2 separate regions of the Mus musculus genome follow, and region 2 is linked to region 1. A link is a contact called in public HiChIP or PLAC-seq data. All regions are on one chromosome and are shown on one strand. Each heading gives the region's core, a stretch centred on a gene start, on an enhancer-like site or on the middle of the called end of the contact. The rest is flanking DNA. Distances are from core to core; before and after follow the strand shown. Region 1 overlaps Rnf220 (ring finger protein 220). Region 2 overlaps Rnf220 (ring finger protein 220).

Region 1 (3,497 bases), core at 344-2,843:
AATACCCCCTTGCTCCAGAATACCACCTCAGTCCAGTCATAATGGAGTGCGACTTTGAAACCTCCCTCATTCTGTCAGAGCCCACCCCTTACCCCAGTTGCTCAGAACAGGTTCCTGCTGCTGGCTGGAGGAGTGGCTTCACTCTGTGCTTGCTTGCCACTAGCCTGCTAGGGCTCGTGGGCTGCTTGTCATTTGTTCTAGCTTTCCTTGGCCTGGAGCCACATCTCCTTGTAAGCAGTATGGACTTGGTCTGCCACAGCCTGGGCAGGCTACCTCAGTTCTTCACATGTAAGGCGAGCATCTTCTCACAGGGTTTTGGGAAGTCTAAATAATTGGTAAGAAGCCCGGCAGTTAATAAGTACTTAGTAGATTTTAGCTGTTTGTTTAGCATTGTCATTTCCTAGGGCACATTCCCAGTACCATTGCTTGTTCTCCTGCGGTTTGGAGGGTTGGGAGGGTCCTTGGAAAGGTGCTAAGTACTCCTTGTTCACCGGTGCTAAGTACTCCTTGTTCATGCTGTGCCTGCATCTCTTCTTTCCCTAAAAGAAGACCGGCATGTTTTCTCATGCTCATGTGTCCCACTTAGGACTTATGTCACTAGTAAATAGTCACTGATAATGTGTTTAGGCAAGTGAGCCTCTGCCTTGAGGGAACTCTTGCTGAGTTTATGTTAGTAAAGTGATCCCTAGAAACCATAAGGATGAGGAGCAGGGGGTGCAGCTCAGTTGGACAAATGCCTTCCAATATTAAAAGCCCTAGATAGACTCCCAGCACTCAGAAGGAAGGGCAGGACGTACTTTTTAAAAATGCCATGATAAAATCTTAAACTTTATATGTTCATCTAAAAAAATGGGGGGCCCAGAGAGCCCAATGTGTGGAGCGCACTGGCTGCTCTGAGGACTGGGGTTCAGTTCCCAGCACCTACCTGGCAGCTCAGAACCATGTGTAACTCCAGTTGCAAGGGATCCTGATGCCCTCTTCTGGACTCCACAGGCACAACACCTATGTGCTTAAAATTAAATTTTGTTTTCTTTGTTGTTCAAGATAGAGTTTCTTTGTATAGTCCTGGCTGTCCTGGAACTACCCCTGTAGACTAGACGAGGGGTTGAGGTCAGCCTGGGCTGTTTGGAGTTGTTTTTTGTTTGTTTTATTTGGGGACAGGGTGTCACCGTGTAGCTTTGGTTGTTGTCCTGGGACTCCCTTGTAGACCATTTAAAACCCACAGAGATCAAAGACATGTACCACCATATCTAGGAGACCAGGGTTTTGATTTTGTGTTTGTTTTGTTGGTTTTTGTGGGTTTTTTGTTTTGTTTGTTTTCGAGACACAGTTTCTCAGTGTAACAGAGCCCTGGTTGTCCTGGAGCTGTCTCTGTTAACCAAGCTGGCCTCAAACTCGTAGAGATCTGCCTGCCTCTGTCTCCCAAGTGCTGGGATTAAAGACATGCGCTGCCACCACCTGGCCAGTTAGACCAATCTTTAAAAAGAAAAAACAAAAAAACCAAAGAAATCCATAAAGGCCCCAGCGTAGTGGTGTGTTAAGAGCCGACTGAAAACAGGCTGATTGAAGACCAGTAGGTTGCTGGCTGTTGCCAAGCACCTGCCTTAGATACTGATCAGGTGATGTGCAAGGGCGGATCCTAGCTCTCCCCTGGGAGTGGTTGGCAAGTGGAGATGTTGAGAAGAGATTCTCCGTGGGATTCTGGGTCTAAGGTTCTACCTCCACCCTCCTACCCTGTGTGTTGTCTTTACAGAATCACCGAAGAGTCAGCTGTAACTACATTTGAGGCTCTGAAGGCTCGGGTCCGGGAGCTTGAACGGCAGCTATCTCGGGGGGACCGATACAAATGCCTCATCTGCATGGTAAGTAGGAAGGAGTCAAGGCGTGCTCTCGGTCAGCTCAGTGCCCTGTGGGCTTAGAAAGCGGCCTTCAGAGGGTGAGCATACTTCAGCGACCCTTTCTCTGCCCACCTCCTCCCTAGGACTCTTACTCGATGCCTCTGACGTCGATCCAGTGTTGGCATGTGCACTGTGAAGAGTGTTGGCTGCGGACTCTGGTGAGGTGGCGAGGTGGCGTTAGACTGAGTGGGTGGGCAGCTGTTAGTGGCACTGTCCAGATGTTCACATTCTGATTGCACCTGCTTGGGGGAGGCAAGGAACAGCCTGAAGTCAGGAATTCACCCCCAAGTTGAATGTGTTGTCTGCACCCTCATTGAAGGTTTATTCAGTTCTACCCTCCACGCACTCACTGCAGGTGCCCTCCTTCCCACCCCTGTCAGAAAGATGCTGGTAGTGAGTGGATAAGCCAGACGAGGAGGGCCTCTGCCCCTCCCCCTCCCATTACTAAGCTCCTTCTGCTCCTGCCCTGTTCTTAACTCGGGAGCAGCCATTAAAATGTCGCCCGGAGACAGCAATAAAAGGCCCGGACGTGGGCTCTGTGTCCTGATCAAAGGCCGCATGTAATCTCGTTAGGGCCAGGCAGCCACAGCTGGACCCAGCCTTGTTCTCATTACCCGGGCTCCTGCTGTGGGGCCGGCCAGGCGGTTTGATCCTGGCGTCTCCCCAACACAGGAGCATGTCTGCCTGCTCAGAAGCAACCCATGCATCCCTAGCCTGGCTGACAAGAATGAGGGCCCAGCACAAACTGATGCGGGAAAAAATGGCTGCAGGCCTGGTGCCCATGTGTACAAACATGGCATGCCGTTCTGAGCCCTCCCCTTTCTTCTCTCTTCAGGGTGCCAAGAAGCTCTGCCCTCAGTGCAACACCATCACAGCCCCCGGAGACCTGCGGAGGATCTACTTATGAGCTAGCTGTCTAGGCAGGCCTTGCCTCGAGCAACGCCCCTGCCCAGCCTCTGTGACAGTGACTCCCTCTCCCCTTGTACATACTCTCACACAGGTTCCCCTTGTACATACATGCACATACACACCCAAACACACATAGAGGACTCTGGAGCCGCAGTGGGACAGCCCTGCCTGCTTGTTCTTCTGAACTTGGGGACCATGCCTCTTTGGGCTCTGCTTCCAGGATGGTTTGGGAAGCATAGCAGGGCACGGCTCGGCTCCTGAGATCCATCCCCTAGACTGACTGACCGACAGACACACAAACACCAGACTGAAGCACATGTAATATAGACTGTGTATGTTTACAATGTTGTGTATAAATGGGACACTTTGCCCTCTACCACCTCCCCTTTGGTTGTATGATTTTCTTCTTTTTTAATGACTCCTGGAAGCAGTGCCCCTTCAGAGCTGGCTGGGAGCTTGGCTCAGCCACCTCTTAGGGTGCCTGCCTCTGCCATGGCATCCTGTCCCTTTCCCATGTGCTCGGTGTTCAGTGGTGTATATTTCTTCTCCCAGACATGGGGCGTGTGCCCCAAGGGGTCTGATCCCCTCCTTAGTCTTAGCTCATGGGGCGGCTCATGAGGAGCTGGGGGCAGGGTAGAATGGGACCGAGCAGGAACAGAGGCTGCAGTTGGGCTGGCTGACTGAGGGTGC
Region 2 (3,497 bases), core at 717-3,216, 110 kb before region 1:
CTCCCTCCGTCTCATTTGGTGCTTCCCCAGTCTGAATTGGTGCTTCCCCTAGTCTCAGTTGCTGCTCCCTCAATCTCAGCTGATGCTCCCTCAGTCTCAGTTGCTGCTCCATCAGTCTGAGTGCTCCCAAAGTGTGTGGTAAATGAAAGCCCATATTTAATGCTTATCCAGAGCCAGGTTTTGTGTGACTAGGTATGACTATAAAAAAATAAGGCATCAATAATACCCCTGCTCTGAAAAGCCACTGACAACAATATAGAGGTAAGTACAGGGTACTTTGGGTGGATAAAAGGTCTCTTAGATCATACTGGGACTGGAGTGTCAACAAAACCCCCTGTAGAAGAATTATGCCCAAGCCAGTTGAAAAGATGACATCTGAGAAGGGGAGTTTGTGTTCCAGTGGAAGGATCAGAATGAGCCAAAGCAAAGAGATGAGAGTCTGGTGAATGAAACTAGACCCAGCTGTGTGTGGTGAAGTACAAGCCATGGTACAGGAGAGGAGGCTGAAGCCAGAGGTCACTGTGCGCTCTGTCGGAATGTGAATCACCCCCAACCGCTTCTCTGTTTGGACTCGAGATCACCAAATATGGAATACTTCCTTATCACCGTTGTCATCACGGTGCCTTCGGAATGACTCAGTCATAAAATTTGCAATTGTAAGTAGGAGAGAACTGTCATCATCAGCCTAAATCCTGAGTGTCAAAGCTCCACAGTCAAATGGTCACCTCTGTGGACATCTGTGGTTGGATGTGGACGGGTAGACTCTAAAGTGTAGAGAAACCTGGGGATGTAGCTTGGTTGGCGATGTGCTGGTCTAACGTGCACAAACCCTGGCTCAATCCCTGTGTGATCCCAGCCCTCAGGGAGGCAGAAGGATCGGAAGTTCAAGTCCACCCTCACCTACATAGGGAATTTGAGGCTACCGGGAGCTATCTAAGAACCTTCCCTATCCTACACACTCAAGCACACATAGTGTGTGAGGCAGGTGTAATGATATTAACACACAACTGTCATCCCGGCACTTGAGAATAGGAAGATTGAGTTCAGGCCAGCTTTGGTTATAGAGTGAAACCCAGTCTCAAAAAAAAAAAAAAAGATCAATTAATTACTTTAATTTAAAAGATATAAAGAGCTAAGGCAACAAAGAAACATATCTGGGATAGAAATACACTAAATATTTTAGATGTGAGGCTTTTTTAGTTATTCAAAGATGGAAAAAAGCAATTGGGTTGAGCAGGTGGTATGTGACCAAGGACAACTGAAGAGTAGCCAAGCTTAGGGTACTGTGTATCCCCTCTATTCTTAGGTGCACCGTCCCTGGAGGAGGTGGGTTCTTCTGGGAAATGCGTTTACTATGAGGGTGCTTGCAAGGAGCTCAGAGTCCAAGACAAAATGGTCTTAAAATGTGGCTGTCACTTGTGAATAAGGAGATCTATCCTGGCTCACTAAGAGGCAGATGACTCTCAGAGGTTGATCCTCAGCCCTTAAGGTTAGCCTGTTTTCTGATCCCCACTCCTATCCCTGACACAGCACAAAGCCTTGTGTCACTGACTGTGTCCATTCAGCTCCTAGTAAGATCCACCACTTACCAAAGGTGAGGGTCCCTTGCAGATGAGGAAGGCCGGCTGTACAGGGCCTGGGTGAGACTTCCAATCAGGAGCAGCCTTTGAAGAACTGGCTTCTTGGGTCCCACAACCGATTCCTGACAGGCTGTGGGAACTAGTGGTTTTCCTTGTGCATGAGTCCTTCCCATGAGGTTGTGACACACCATGCACAAGTCCTGCTTTGCGCAGTTGCAGTGAGACCCAGCCATGATGCACAGCGGGGGCCCCGAAGCCTTTTCCTATCCCAGGAAAGCCCAGGGAAGGCCTGTCTTATATTAGCCAGGGAGGTAAAGTCAGATCTCTCACTTGCTGGGTGTGTCTGGATGGCCCTGAGACTACAGAGGTCAAACAGGAGTCTCCAAGGACCTGCTGATCTCCAGGAAGCCTTGGGTGGAGACACCAGAGCCCGGGGTAGAGATCACCATGGGCGCACTATAGGGAGAAAGCTGCAGGAGTAAAGCTATTCTGAGCTCTGCTCCTGAACAGGCAGGCACCTTCCATGTGGCTCTGTAAGACCCCACTAAATAGACACAGACTCTGCACCCGGGGGTTCTGAGTCACCCCAAAAGCCATGGGCCTGCAAGCCTCAGCTCTCTCTCTCCTCCTTTCTCTGGAGCTGCTAGACTGTGGAGATGGGAAGGATGGATCTCTGTAGCTTCACTCTCATGAAATGGCGCATCAGTAAGTGCTACTTAAGAAAACACATGGTCTGCCCCTCAAAAAGGCCCCCCTCTGCTGCCGCCGCCACCAACACCTTTCTTTATTCCGCCCAAACCTCACCAAGGGGAATTCGAAACAACTGTGGTGATAAATCCGCCTGCAGATAATTGGCAAGAAAACAACACTTGTGCAGTATATAACGTTTTATGGTTGTTTCATGTACTTTATTATAATACTAATGAGCAGTTATATATCAGGAGCTAACTGCACGCCGGATTAGCTTGTTAGCATGATATGAAATGGCAGAGCAAACAGTCCAGGCCCCTCGCTCCCTGCATGCCTCCCCCACCCTTCCTCCCTACCCCTCGGTCCCATTTGCACTCAGTAATTAGTATGCAAATGAGGCCCCGGGACCACACAAGTTCTAGTATATTACAAGGGCTTTATTATGCTCTTGTGAGTACATGATAGAAACGGCCCATGACAGTGTTTATCTCACTAGCTCTGTCCTGCCTTCCCCTTTATCTCTCTCTCCCATCTATCCCTTGGTATACAGAGAGAGAGAGAGAGAGAGAGAGAGAGAGAGAGAGAGAGAGAGAGAAAGAGACTCCCTTGCATGGTTGCTTGGTCTACAACCAATCCCTTCCTACATCAGACCTTCAAATTTGATAGTGGTCAAACAGGTCTTCAAGCCTTGATCTGAACATACCCAATGACCATGCTGGGAGCCCAGTTCCACTTCCAGTCACCAAACTAAAAGAAAAATTTCCCTTTTCTGCGTTTTTCTTTTTGATCTTATGTGTACACACCATGCACAAGTCCTGCAAGTAGCAGTGAGACCCAGCCATGATGCACAGCGGGTCTTTATCTTATGTGTACTTGTACACATACGTGTATGCATGTGTATGCGTGTGCGTGTGCATGAGTGCGCACACAATCGCTCCTATGTAGAGATTAAAAGACAGGTGTGGGTCCCACCTTCCGCCTGTTTGAAAAAGGGACTCTTGTTTGCTGCTGTGTATACCAGGTCGGCTGTCCAGTGAGCTTCCAGGTGTTGCCCATCTCTACCTCCCATCTCCTCAGTGCTGAGATCACAGGTGACTACTCCCCCATCTGCTTTGTGTGGTTCATGGGATAGGAACTCATGTCCTCACACTTGTAAATTCATATGGAATTCCTTCCCGTGAAGTCTTCTCAAAGCATAACTCATCCAGTCTAAACTTCTAGAATTTG

The links. HiChIP or PLAC-seq counts read pairs in DNA pulled down with a chosen protein or histone mark.
Region 2: an H3K27ac HiChIP or PLAC-seq map of embryonic stem cells shows a contact between it and region 1, with 10 read pairs. The contact joins two enhancer-like sites. A contact is called at or near these places in 1 of 484 Hi-C or Micro-C datasets (embryonic stem cells), 4 of 115 datasets of contacts at active chromatin or transcription factors (bone marrow-derived dendritic cells and embryonic stem cells) and 3 of 9 other capture datasets (adipose tissue, liver and pancreatic islet).

The regions. Positions count from the first base shown.
Region 1 is chr4:117,271,612-117,275,108 of GRCm38.p6, reverse strand. Rnf220 (ring finger protein 220) reads left to right here. Exons shown (of 15, transcript NM_025739.3): 13 at 1,754-1,862; 14 at 1,982-2,056; 15 at 2,734-3,497. The coding sequence ends at 2,805. Among named protein-coding and RNA genes, the nearest start is that of Gm12843, 16 kb to the left of the region's middle. Within about 2 kb of position 1,593, at least 35 of the 459 cell types and tissues checked have an H3K27ac peak or open chromatin away from gene starts, as enhancers often do. A contact at or near this core is called in embryonic stem cells, where this site is marked.
Region 2 is chr4:117,379,145-117,382,641 of GRCm38.p6, reverse strand. All of the region lies in intron 2 of Rnf220 (ring finger protein 220), which reads left to right. Among named protein-coding and RNA genes, the nearest start is that of Gm40231, 61 kb to the right of the region's middle. Within about 2 kb of position 1,966, at least 20 of the 459 cell types and tissues checked have an H3K27ac peak or open chromatin away from gene starts, as enhancers often do. A contact at or near this core is called in embryonic stem cells, where this site is marked.